3 separate regions of the Mus musculus genome follow, and all the other regions are linked to region 2. A link is a contact called in public targeted proximity ligation data. All regions are on one chromosome and are shown on one strand. The core of a region is the stretch at or near the end of the contact, and the rest is flanking DNA. Distances in the headings are between cores, read along the strand shown.

Region 1 (4,427 bases), core at 1,258-3,757, 170 kb after region 2:
AAGACCAATGGGCCTCTCTTTCCACTGATGGCCAACTAGGCCATCTTCTGATACATACGCAGCTAGAGACACGAGTTCTGGGGTGGGGTGGGGTGGGGGGTACTGGTTAGTTCATATTGTTGTTCCACCTATAGGGTTGCAGATCCCTTTAGCTCCTTGGGTACTTTCTCTAGCTCCTCCATTGGGGGCCCTGTGATCCATCCAATAGCTGACTGTAAGCATCCACTTCTGTGTTTGCTAGGCTCCGGCATAGCCTCAGGAGAGACAGCTATATCTGGGTCCTTTCAGCGAAATCTTGCTAGTGTGGCTTCACCACATTCTTCCCTAAGAAGTAAGGAATACAGGCACATTGTCAGCTTACCTTTTCTAACTGAATTCCCAGTCCTTGAATAATGACTGGGACACAGTATGCTTCCTGTGAATGGTGGCTGAGTGAAGGACCAGGCTGAGTCCATCTTACCATCTGTGCAGGTTCCAATTTCCTGCATGTGTCTTTCCTCCACTTTGGGATTTTTTTGAGACGGGGTCTCAGAAAACTCTTAGTCTCATTCTTACTATGTAGAGTAAGAAGGTGTACTATGTACTGAGACTGTGGACTGAGGACTGTGTACTGAGACTGTATACTGAGACTGTACACTGAGACTGTACACTGAGACTATACTGAGTGTGTACTGAGTCTGTACTGAGACTGTGTACTGAGATTGAGGCTGTACTGAGACTGCGTACTGAGGCTGTACTGAGACTGTACACTGAGACTGTACTGAGACACTACTGAGACTGTGTACTGAGACTGTGTACTGAGACTGTGCACTGAGACTATGTACTGAGACTGTACTGAGACTGTACACTGAGACTGTACACTGAGACTGTACACTGAGACTGTGTACTGAGACTGTGTACTGAGACTGTACACTGAGACTGTACACTGAGACTGTGTACTGAGACTGTGTACTGAGACTGTACTGAGACTGTGCACTGAGACTGTGCACTGAGACTGTGTACTGAGACTGTACTGAGACTGTGCACTGAGACTGTACACCAGACTGTGTACTGAGACTGTACACTGAGACTGTGTACTGAGACTGTGTACTGAGACTGTGTACTGAGACTGTACACTGAGACTGTACACCGAGACTGTACACTGAGACTGTACTGAGACTGTACACTGAGACTGTACACTGAGACTGTGCACTGAGACTGTGCACTGAGACTGTGCACTGAGACTGTACACTGAGACTGTGTACTGAGACTGTGCACTGAGACTGTGCACTGAGTCTGTGCACTGAGACTGTACTGAGACTGTGTACTGAGACTGTACACTGAGACTGTGTACTGAGACTGTACACTGAGACTGTACACTGAGACTGTACACTGAGACTGTACACCGAGACTGTACACCGAGACTGTACACCGAGACTGTACATCGAGACTGTACTGAGACTGTACACTGAGACTGTATACTGAGACTGTGCACTGAGACTGTACACTGAGACTGTGTACTGAGACTGTGTACTGAGACTGTGCACTGAGACTGTACTGAGACTGTACACTGAGACTGTACACTGAGACTGTGTACTGAGACTGTGTACTGAGACTGTGCACTGAGACTGTACACTGAGACTGTGTACTGAGGCTATACACTGAGACTGTACACTGAGACTGTACACTGAGACTGTACTGAGACTGTACTGAGACTGTATTGAGACTGTACTGAGACTGTACACTGAGACTGTACTGAGACTGTACACTGAGACTGTACACTGAGACTGTGTACTGAGACTGTGTACTGAGACTGTGCACTGAGGCTGTACACTGAGACTGTGTACTGAGGCTGTACACCGAGACTGTACACTGAGTCTGTGCACTGAGACTGTACTGAGACTGTACACTGAGACTGTGTACTGAGACTGTACTGAGACTGTGTACTGTGACTGTGTACTGAGACTGTGTACTGAGACTGTACACCGAGACTGTACACCAAGACTGTACACCGAGACTGTACACCGAGACTGTACATCGAGACTGTACTGAGACTGTACACTGAGACTGTACACTGAGACTGTGCACTGAGACTGTACACTGAGACTGTGTACTGAGACTGTGTACTGAGACTGTGTACTGAGACTGTGCACTGAGACTGTGCACTGAGACTGTACACTGAGACTGTACACTGAGACTGTGTACTGAGACTGTGTACTGAGACTGTACACTGAGACTGTGCACTGAGACTGTACACTGAGACTGTGTACTGAGGCTATACACTGAGACTGTACACTGAGACTGTACTGAGACTGTATTGAGACTGTACTGAGACTGTACACTGAGACTGTACTGAGACTGTACACTGAGACTGTACACTGAGACTGTACACTGAGACTGTGTACTGAGACTGTGTACTGAGACTGTGCACTGAGGCTGTACACTGAGACTGTGTACTGAGGCTGTACACCGAGACTGTACACTGAGACTGTGTACTGAGACTGTACTGAGACTGTACACTGAGACTGTGTACTGAGACTGTACACTGAGACTGTACTGAGACTGTGTACTGTGACTGTACCGGAGATTGTATACTGAGACTGTTCCTTCTGTCTTTACTTCCCAAGTGCTGGGATTACATTCTCTGTATCTCCTGATTATTTTCAGATTTCCCCAGCTTTGTCTTTTTCTTCCCTCTTATCAATTATGCTTCTGGTTTCTTGCTTCTCCTGTACAGGGCAGGGCAGGGCAGGGAGGGGCAGGGGGTATAAGTGGTTTGTCACGGAGATTTTGTTGTTATGCATTTGCTAGCCAGACACTCCTCGTGCTGGGCTGCTGTCTATCTTTTGTTATTCGGATCTTCCTTTAGAGTTGTTAGGAGTTGCAGCTTAGATGGCTACTGGAAAGCTAGTATGCATTTTTAATTTGTTTAGAACTTTGTTGATGGCTACATAGCTCCCATCCACTTGTAAGGTCTTACCTCTGAGTCTCAATATCTGTCGGCTTCAGTTTTATCCCTGAAATGTTCTGAAAACTAGAAAGCCAATGCAAATAATACAACATGAAGTAGTTTCTTTTATGGCTACCAAGGCCTTAAATTGAAGTCATATACTAACTATTACATATAAGAAATTAAATATATGATTCACTATGAGTAGCACATTTAGAGTCTATTAATAAAAATCAATATTTTTACAGTGAATATGTACATACATATATACCTGTGTATGTGTGTCTGCCCTTCATTTGTCTTTTCTGCCTCTCTTTTTCTTCCCACTTCCTCAAACATTTTAGAAGAAACTAGGAGGCCAAGAAAATGCAATCACATGACTTCCAGAACCTTCTCACAGATTGTCTGGGCAATTCAAAATTAGGTTGAAGCACACATTAAGACATGCTGGGTCTGACCTTACTGTGGGCTGCAGCTTTTCTTTTGGCTCTCTCCAGAGTCCTAGTGTCTGCCATGGTGTCATTGATAGAATGATCCTTGAAGAAGCAGAAGGAAGGCAGAACCCCCTTCAAGGCAGTGGTACATGGCTGCCTGATCCCTCTGAATGTTTTCCTGGGATTTAGGAGCTTCACAATGTTTTTGGCAGACTGTCATTGGTATGGCTTTATTCAGAAAATAACAGGCACACTCTTCAGACATGTGTGTGCTGATGTGTGACTCTAGGCAGAGTAACTATGCAGATTCATTCTGGAGGTTAACCAATGCTCTTCTGAGTGTGTGGACACACAGTTTACTGCAGTGCAGTTAAGCCCTGACTCATACTTATGTCAAAGAGTATCCTTTCCACTCTGAACTTACGTTGAAGCACCAGGACACCAGAACCTTCTCCCACCGTCTTCATGGTAGGTAGAGAGCACTGGCAGGTGTTGTCTTCTTCTAACAGGTATAAATCACAAGACTGAGCATTTGAGAAACAATATTAATAGTGGTTAACTCATATAGATACTGAGTGTATTCTGGACACATTGCTTTGAACTTTATCTTGGGCTGAGGATATAGCTCAGTGGTAAGGGGCTTGTCTAGCACATCCGTAGCTGGTGATTCACTTCCCAGCATGTAAAAAACAGAAGGGGGACTGGAGCAATGGCTCAGCAGTTAAGTGCACTGGTTACTCTTCCGGAAGACCTGGGTTTGATTCCCACCATCCGTGTGGCAACTCACAACTATCTGCAACTCCAATATACCCTCTTCTGGCCTCTACAAGCACTGTGAATGCGTGGTACGCAGACATACTTGCATGCAAAATACCCATCCACATAAAAAGATAGCAAGCAAAACCAATACAAACACAAACAGTTTTTAGCCAACGGTGGTGACTCACATCCATAATCTTATAACTAAAGAGGATGATTCTGATGAGAAGCTCAGGGACAACCTGAGCCCCACAGCAAGTTCCAGGTCGGCCATGCTAACGTAGCAAAACCTTGCTTTCCAAAGA
Region 2 (4,633 bases), core at 1,268-3,767:
AAGAATTCGCCTGAAAAGACACGCAGCGAGCAAAGGTGACCCCTCCTCATTTGTGCAAGAGGAGGTGGGAAAGCGGACAGCCACCAAACACACACCAAACACCACACCCGGCGCGAGCCCCTCTCCTCCAGGAGACAGGCTTCCTCGCACTACTCGCGCTAATGCGCTAATCGGGTAGAGGAGTAAAATTCCGTGATACAAGTGACTTTTTTTTTTTTTAAAAGTCTAAATGGAACTGATCGTGGGAATGAACTCTGTTCTCAGGCTTCGTAACGGTTTCTCATCCGATTGATACACAGAGGAGTCGCAGGTGGAAAGTCGCCTTTATTGTCTCTCTCTGGGGGCTCCCCAAACTTTACTTTTGGAATCTGGAGCTTTGCTCTTTAAGCCTCCGCCTTTCTCTTTTGTGCGAACTAATTACTTTAGCTGTCCCTACTATCCTCCTCGACCCCGGGTCACAGCCACGAAATGTAACCGTTTCTCAAAGAACCCACTAACCCCCTCTGTACCCCCCGCCCCCGCCGTAACAGCGAGTTTATTCCCGGTGTCGTTTTCTTGTCCATTTTCCTGACCACGGAAATAATGAGACAAAACATGCTCCTTCCCTTACCATCGAAGGCAAGTTTTCCTCAAAAGGCAGGCGGCTGCGGACTCCGGGGGACTGAAGCCTGGGCTCTGAAGTCCATTTCTGTCACTCTGTTGGGCTTCTCCCGGATTAGGTCGTCCAGGTCCTGCTCCAGAAAAGAGGTGAACCCTACTTCCTCTTTGCCTAAAATTAGTTTTCACTGACCACGTTTGCTCCTCTCTCCCATAACTTACCGACTTTTATTACAATAGAAACTCTTACCTGAAAATGGGCTTTCATTAATTAATCTGATTTACAAGATAGTATAAACACAGACACCAGGAAGTTACATTTATTCAGACCAGTGCAGCATTTAGCTCAATGCCAAGTTTGCTGACCTTCCTGGAGCACCCTCTCGGTCTGGGACCATTGTCTCAGTCTCTCGACAGGCGCCTTCTCACCGGTCGCGGGGTCCCCTAAGAATGCACCAACACCGAGTGTAGGGAGCTCCCCTTGCTGTCAGCCCTGCCGGCTGCGGTGGGCTCCAAGAGAGGGGCTGTGGGTGAGGCGGCGGCCGCGCACACGGTGGAGGGAGCAGGCAGCTGCTGCGACGCCGTGGGGACAGACAACGCCGGCGGCAGCGTGGTCACGGGTGGTAGCGCAGGCGTGGGCTTGATGGGCACCGGTACAGCTGGCAGGCTCTGGTTTGCCGAGTGGCACAGAGCCTTGACTGGCACCCCGAATGCCCCATACTCCGGGCCTACCGGGACCCCAGCTGCGGCGGCAGCAGCGGCAGCCGCGGCTACCGAATCCATCACGCCAACATGAGGCCACACGGAGCCGACAACATTGCTGAGCTGGCCCGGCACGGGGTAGCCCAAGTGGTGCATGACCGACGCCAAAGGCAACCCTCCAGCCTGCAGCACGCCCTTGTAGTCCCGCCCGATGATGTTCTCTATGGCGAACGGATGTTTGAAGCCTGTGGTGGACGCGGCGGCTGCAGCGGCGGCGGCGGCGGCCGAGCCCAGCCCGTAGGGTGGGAACTGAGACAGACGCCCCACGCTGCCCACCGCTGCGGCCGCCGCCGCTGCTGCGGCCGCCGCCACGGCCGCCGCCTCCTGCATCTTGCCGGGATGGGACGTCTGCGGAGGCTGCGACTGCGGCTGTGGCTGCTGCGCGGGCTGCGACGGGAGGTGTGGAGGCTGCGGAGCCGGAGCCGGCTGCTGGTGGAAATAGGGCACCATGTGCGGCGGCGGCGGCGGGGGCGGCTGCGGCGGGTGGTGATGGTGGTGATGGTGTGCGGCGTGGTGGTGATGGTGGTGGTGGTGGTGTGCGTGGTGGGGATGGTGGGGATGCAGGTGACCTCCTGGCCCCGTGCCGGGCGCGCCCTTGCTGCTTCCTGAGTGTAGGTGAGCGTGGTCTGCGCGTAGCACCTTGAAGCGCTTGCGGCGCCGCAGGAAGCTGCCGTTCTCGAACATGTCACCGCAGTCAGGGTGTAGCGCCCAGAAGCTGCCCTTACCGGGTTGGTCCGGCCTCCGAGGGATCTTGATGAAACAGTCGTTGAAGGAGAGGTTGTGGCGCAGGCTGTTCTGCCAGCGCTGCGTGTGCTCGCGGTAGTAGGGGAAGCGCTCCATGATGAACTTGTAGATGTCGCTCAGAGGCAGCATCTTCTCAGCCGAATGCTGGATGGCCATGGCGGTCAGTGAGATGTAAGAGTAGGGCGGCTTTTGGTCGCTGTAGGAACTCTTCCCTGGCCGTGGCATCTTCCCAGGCTCTTCCACTTCCGTCCGGCCCACAGTGGGCCTTAACGCCTCTCGGAAAGCCGGATACCAGGCTTAAGTGTCCCCACTAATTCTCTCTCCACCTGCGCAGCCTGATCCCCAGCTTTCTTGGTCCCCAGACCCCTTTTGCCTTGGTCCTCCTCCTTCGGGGAGCTGCCCCGGGTCCCCGCAATTGGCTTTTTGAGCCAATACAGTTTTATGGCGCTCACAACTTCTGGTCTTGACTGTCGTGGGCAGGCCCTCACAGTAGCCAGAGAGACTCGCCAGCTTTACCTTGCTTTTCTCCGTCTCGTCCTCCTCTTGGATGACTAGACTTGAGCTCTGGAGCGAAAGGCTGTGGAATGAGTTTCTTTTTGGTCTCTTTTCCCTTTATCGGTACAAAGGCAGCTCAGATCAAACCAACTGGATAATGAAGACTGGCTTTTTAAGCTCGAGTCCACACTAGCTGTCCCGAGGCCACTGGTGACCGATCTTTCGACCCTGGAAGCTGACCTGGTACTGGGTCTGTCCGCGCTGGAGTTCAAATCTTACAAAAAGGGGTAGACAGGGTAAGAAGAGAGAGAGGGAGCGCGCACTTTCCTATCCGCTACTGTACGTACGTACCCTCTTTTTTCAGGAGATCTGCAGGCAAGCTGAAAATGGAAGAGGCACCGAGCTCTAGGTGGTGGTTCCAAGAAAAAAGTTTGGTGCTGTCTACAGCAGCGGCGCCCACCGTCAGGCTCTATGGAGGGGACGGTGTCAGAACTCCCGGAGCTAGCCGCAGGCTGCAGGGGGCGTCTGCGTAGACAGGCTAGGACCCGGCTCGCCCGGTCCGAACAGCCGTCTGAGCTGCAGCTGCAGCCGCTCTGCCCCGCGGGTTTTGAGAAGACGCGCTGCTGTGGCAGCGACGCGCTCTCCTGGCTGCGTTTTGTAATGGTCCCCGAGACGCCGAGACCCCTGCAGCTTGCGCTTCGAGACTATCACATGACCGAGGCTGAGGGACTCCGCCGCCGCCGCCTCCACAGCCTCTTCTTTTGCTGAAGAAGGGGCAAGAAGGCACAATTTCTCGTCTCCGCCCCTTCTCCATTTCCACTGGTCACCCCGACCCTTCGCTTTCACTTCCCGCTTGCCAGCCCAGGCTTCAGCCGTCTGACCACTGAGAAGGGGTCACTGTCTAGTTGTGGGGGTCTGCTGTTCCACAGCAAGGGGGCACGGCACTGCTTTCTCACCCGTCAGGTCTTGCATAGCTCTCTCCCTTTATCATTCAGTCTTTTCACCCACTCTCCCTTAGTTTCCCGGTGGCCTAGCCATTTAGGTCTCCAGTTTGGAGCACCTTTGTCTCCAGCTCCTTTTCTCTTGGAGAAACAGAGACGCCCAGAGGGTTGTAAGTGGAAACCAATAGAAAGAAGAGCTGGGGCCTACAGATCGGCCCATTTTTTGGCAGGTTCAGCGAGGCACGAATTGCTCTTTGCACCCCAGAACCTTGATTTAGGGGGCAGAAAGATAATAGGCAGGGAATTAGGAGGCAAGAAGCTTGGCGGGTGGAGAAACTCCAACACGTCTTCCTGAAAGGGGCGGACAGACGGCGTGAGGTCTCTTTGGGGTGGCGATATTAGAGGCAGGGGAAAGAATGAGGAGTTGGGAGTCGAGGGGCTCCGTTACCTAACTGTGCAGCACTCTCCTCACCAAGGGAGGAATACCATTAAAATCACTCTGGAAGCCTTGGTGTGACCTGTAAGGGAGCAGGGGCTGAGCCAGGGGTAAAGGTCCCCTACCACCCCCCACCCCCACTTGGATGAAGCACTCATCCTGGAAATGGCAATGCGTATTCAAAGAACTTAAAATCTCATTCTGGTTGGCTACGTTTGACCCCAAGCTGGCAGGGAAAGAAGCATTTAGAAACAACCATATTCTCTATTCCCGTCTCGGGATCTCACTTTCAGTATTTTTCCTGTAGTTGGAAAATTTCAGAGTTCTTTCCAGTTCCCTCACTTGAGAGCAGTTAAAGGCAGCAGGTGCCTCAGATTTTAATTTCTTCTCTGCTAAGCATAAGTCCTAAATCTTGGCTCAGTGGCTAGAAAGGCTACGTACGGGTCCAAGGAAATCAGGATTTTGGTAAGTGGTAAAATGGGCGCGGGTGTGTGGGTCCTTACTTGGTTTCTAGGTAGAGACCCTGGAGTGAGGCAAGCAGGAAAGATTCGTTTTCTTTTTCTCCTTTTTAGCCGGCAGGGAACCTTCTGGCTCCTGCTGTTTGGCCAGTTTGTCCTCCTAGGATAGGACCATGGGTGGTAAGGTCAAGTGTGTAAGA
Region 3 (4,281 bases), core at 1,576-4,075, 160 kb after region 2:
AGATGACTTGTATGCATGGAGGGGTTTTAAGAATCAGTCTTATGAGGCACAGGAAGCATGGGTTTCAATTTGCAATCAATTTCCAGCTAATAATTCATAGCTATGAGCCACTCCTTACTGTGGGAAGCAACTGGCGGGAAGAGCAGAGCATCTCTATTTAAGGGATTCTTTTAGCAGCTGAAGCTTGTGACATTTAAGGTCTTTGTAAACTATGCTAGGCATCTTCTGATGATGGCCAAAATATGTCATCAACAAAATATGTCACCAACAGCGGATTGGTCACCTTTTTGTCACTGTGATGAAAATCAGATAAATCAGTTTATAAAGAAGAAAGGTTTGTTTGGGCTCATGGTATGGAAGGTTTCAGTCCATGGTAGCTTTGAGTCTGTGGCGATACAGTTCAGCTTGGCAGGGCATGTGGTGGAGGAAGCCACTCACCTCAGGGAGGCCACGAAAGCTAAAAGGGAAATAGAAGGACCTTGGAGGTAAAAATATCCCTCTCAAGGCCACACCCCTAGCTGCCTAAATTCCTTCCAGGATGCCCAGGCCCTGCCATTTCCCAGCAGAGTCACCGGTCTGAAACCAAGCACAGAGGCCTTTAACGACAATTACAGTGCAGCTCAAAGTCTGCAAAAATGTGCTTTAAAACACATTAGAGTGGCATCCTTATTTTGTTTCTCCAACAAAACTCTATTGGAGCAATGTGTATCTTAACTGACACCTTTTCTTTATTTTTTTAATGGACACCAATGATTCCTAAAACATATTTTATCCAGTTCTCCCCGTCAATGAATTTCCCTAAGTGTAGACCCCCTTCTACATTTTCTAGCCACAATTCTGCTTGCTATGATTTTAATATTTGCATCTCTCCAAGATTGATATCGAAACTTAATTCTTAACACAGTGGTGTTGAGAAGTGAAAGCTTTAGAAGGCGATTAGGTTAAATTAGATAATTTTCATAATGGCTGTTTCTAATTTGCAAATAATGGGTCTGCATATTTTCTGGAATTTGACAACCATCCCTTGCCACCCTTTACAATGTGGTGCCAGCACTCCACTGGGGCTCTGACTCTGACCCCTGATGTGAGGGGGAGGGGGCACATGACTCAGTGGGCAGGAAATGGAGGTGACCAGCTTGGCATACAATCTACTAGAGCAGGCAAATTTGTTTCTGGTACCCAGTGCTGTGTCATGAAGTGAAAACTTTCTTTTTAAAAATGTTCTGTCCACAGAGAGTGTTAACCAATAATCTGTTTGTTGTTGGATACAAGAACAAGGCCGTTAGGCCTTTAAGTGGATGCTTATCAAGGGTATGTAGAAAAGTGAGATACCGGAGCTGAAGTGCTGATCACTTTTTTAAAGGTAAATAAGCGAATAGATTTTTTTTTTTAAATAATCAAAGAAAAGATAGGCCGGGTGTGGTGGCGCATGCCTTTAATCCCAGCACTCGGGAGGCAGAGGCAGGCAGATTTCTGAGTTCAAGGCCAGCCTGGTCTACAAAGTGAGTTCCAGGACAGCCAGGGCTACACAGAGAAACCCTGTCTCGAAAAGAACAAAACAAAACAACAACAACAACAACAACAAAAAAAAAAGGAAAAAAAAGGAAAGGATAGAAAGTTGATACTTGATCATAATTTACTTAACAAGTTTCATGCATTTGGCCAAAGGCATTGTATTTTCAGATTTTAGTTTGGACTAAGAGTCTAATCATATTGAAAGTACCAGATAGCATTAATAATTGGCCTGTAATCTTTCCTCACTGAGCCCAAACACCACAACTGTGGCCACCTCTAAGGCTGCTGAGGATTCAGGCTTAAGTCGCCCCCATTTTCTACACTTTTTTGCTTGCCTCTCTGCAGATGGAGATGCAGAACGCTCCCTTGTGTCTGGGACTGTAAACCTCTCTTGTAAGCTTTCACCAAGATGGCCTGTGCCAGCGAGGGCTCACGGCCCCTTTGAGCTGTAGCTGTTTTCTGTTACTTTGCTCCCATTTCTCATCTTTTAAGTAGGTTCTACACAGCTTCCCACTTCCTGTGCCTCTGCCAGCTCCTTCTTAGAAACCTTGTCAGCCCTCTGGGCCACTTCTGCCTGGACACTGCTCTCCTTCCTTCTAGCCACTGCAGATTTGTCCTTTTAAAAAGCCACATTCTTTGGATTCAACATCAAAATGCGCAGGCTGCCCCCTTAAAGTGGGTGGGTCATTCTCTTCTTCCACTTGGGGCCTCCCTTCTTAGTCCAGCATCACATTTAGGGAGTGAGCACATTATCTGAGGGCAATGCCAATGCATGCATAAACCTGTATCTTTGCATTTTTAGAAATTTTTACTTCCTATGTATGTTTTTGGTCTCTCTGTCCCTCTCTCCCCATCCCGTGTGTATTGGTTCATGTGTGTGCATGCGCATAGGTATGAAAGTCAGATAGACACAGTCTCTTCATTAATTCCTTTCAGTCTCTAACTTGGCAGCGTCTCTTACTTGGCCCCAGAGTTTGATAATTTAACTATCAAAGATACCCACTTGGCTCTGAGGCTCTCCTGAGCCTCAGGCTCTGGGGCAGGTTAAGTGGCCACACCTCCCACGCGATTGCCTGTCTACTGAGGTTCTGAAAGTTCGCCCTTCACTTGTACACCAAGTGTTTTCCCCACTGAGCCATCTTCCCAGCCCCTCACTTTATCATTTATAAACAGAATTTTATGTTTCTAGACCCTCGAAAGCAGTCAGCAGGCAATTCCTCTCTCTAGAATCCCTTTCTAGGAGGAAGGACACTGTCCCTTTGTTCCTGGATGAAGTGCAGTCTCACTGCCAGCCTTTATAAGGAATGATTTTCCCGGCCAGGGCCCCAGTTAGCCACTGTCAGTCCTTAAACAGCGGTGGGTATTTGGGACAGTCATAGGAGACTTTTGTCATCCTAACCATCCCACGAAGACAAAGAGACCAGTAACAACCACGTGACTTAACTCACTCTCCACTTAGCACTGAGGAAATGAAGAAATAGCACCACCCTAAATCCATTGTGACAACTTGAAGTTTCTCCTTAGTTTAGGATCTAATTTTCTTCTACACGTTTCCTCAGAGAAAGGAATCCCTCAGGCCACGATTCTGAGCGTGGATGGCTGCTCTTTTGCTCTGTAAATACATTTAAAAAAAAATGTACTGTAATGTCATTTTGATGGCTTAATTTCTGAAAGGATTGGCTAATTGCCTTTTTAGGAATGTACTCAGACCAGTTTGAGCTGCCCTGAGTTACTTTTAATAGCATCTGTTGCTTACCTTTCCTTTGGTTTATTTTTCCCTGTCTGTCACCTGCCTTCAGAATTCTTTTGCTGATTTGGAGACCTGACCTTGGTTTAAATTAGTTTGACTATAATGTTCCTGCGGAAGCACATGCCATGTTTTAATGGTTAATTACCGCACCGTATCAAATTGTCATGGAAAAACAGGTTGCGAAACTAAAGGAAATGTGTTCCTCTTCTTGAGACAGAGAAATCTCTTTAAAAGACCTCTAATCCCAGTACTTGGGAGGCCGAAACGGGTGGGTCTCTGAATTCAAGGTTAGCCTGGTCTATAGAGTAAATTCCAGGACAACCAAGGGATACATAGAGAAACAAAAACAAAAACAAACAGAAAACAACAACAGGGGAATGTCTTTAAGCTAGAGGCCCCTCTCTGTGCAAATATAGAGCTGGTTCCCTAAGTAACAAGAATATATTTTGGTACATAATAAATACACACACACACACACACACACACACACACACACACACACACATATTTGAATAGCGACAGAGAGAAACAAGAAGGGTCAAACAAAGGCTTTCGGGTGCTGTGCTGATCCTTAATTCAAAGACTGCTAACAAAAAAAGGAAAAGTGCTGTCCCAGCCACATTAAGAACAAACACAGGCCAGTGGTGCCGCCTAGTGGTACCAAAAGGGAAGACAGGTTGTAGGCTGGAAAAGGTCTCAGTTTTCTTCTATTCTCTTGAGAAGCTAACACCCATTCTCAGGTGTGTACCCTGTCTCACCCTGTGCTTTAAAACCTTTTATCACACTTTGCTTTATATTTACTTGTGTTCCGTTCATACATATACATCCCACATCTAGAAGACAAATATAATAAAATAAATCCGACATGCCATGAATGTAACCACAAATTTATTGGATTAGGGGTGCCTTTCAATTGATTTTCTCACTGGACTCCCAGACCAGACTTTGAAATAAATAAGTCCATGGTGCCCCTTTTATAAAGGAGCTCTGAAAGACTCTTGATGTTAAGCACTGTG

The links.
Region 1: a targeted proximity ligation map of embryonic stem cells shows a contact between it and region 2, with 2.4 times the contacts expected there. A contact is called at or near these places in 6 of 39 promoter capture datasets (3T3-L1-derived adipocytes, HPC-7-derived erythroid cells, embryonic stem cells and 2 more), 13 of 484 Hi-C or Micro-C datasets (B cells, LSK cells, cerebral cortex and 2 more), 11 of 130 datasets of targeted methods (embryonic forebrain, embryonic hindbrain, embryonic stem cells and 3 more) and 1 of 9 other capture datasets (adipose tissue).
Region 3: a targeted proximity ligation map of stem cell-derived neural progenitor cells shows a contact between it and region 2, with 29 read pairs. A contact is called at or near these places in 15 of 39 promoter capture datasets (the 3T3-L1 cell line, 3T3-L1-derived adipocytes, the C10 cell line and 9 more), 22 of 484 Hi-C or Micro-C datasets (the AML12 cell line, B cells, LSK cells and 5 more), 12 of 130 datasets of targeted methods (CD8 T cells, embryonic forebrain, embryonic hindbrain and 5 more) and 2 of 9 other capture datasets (adipose tissue and pancreatic islet).

The regions. Positions count from the first base shown.
Region 1 is chr19:17,044,349-17,048,775 of GRCm38.p6, forward strand. The region is part of intron 6 of Prune2 (prune homolog 2); the gene reads left to right. Among named protein-coding and RNA genes, the nearest start is that of Prune2, 90 kb to the left of the region's middle.
Region 2 is chr19:16,871,313-16,875,945 of GRCm38.p6, forward strand. It overlaps Foxb2 (forkhead box B2), which reads right to left and starts at 2,518. Exons shown (of 1, transcript NM_008023.2): 1 at 1,004-2,518. The coding sequence starts at 2,328. The coding sequence ends at 1,042.
Region 3 is chr19:17,026,601-17,030,881 of GRCm38.p6, forward strand. The region is part of intron 6 of Prune2 (prune homolog 2); the gene reads left to right. Among named protein-coding and RNA genes, the nearest start is that of Prune2, 73 kb to the left of the region's middle.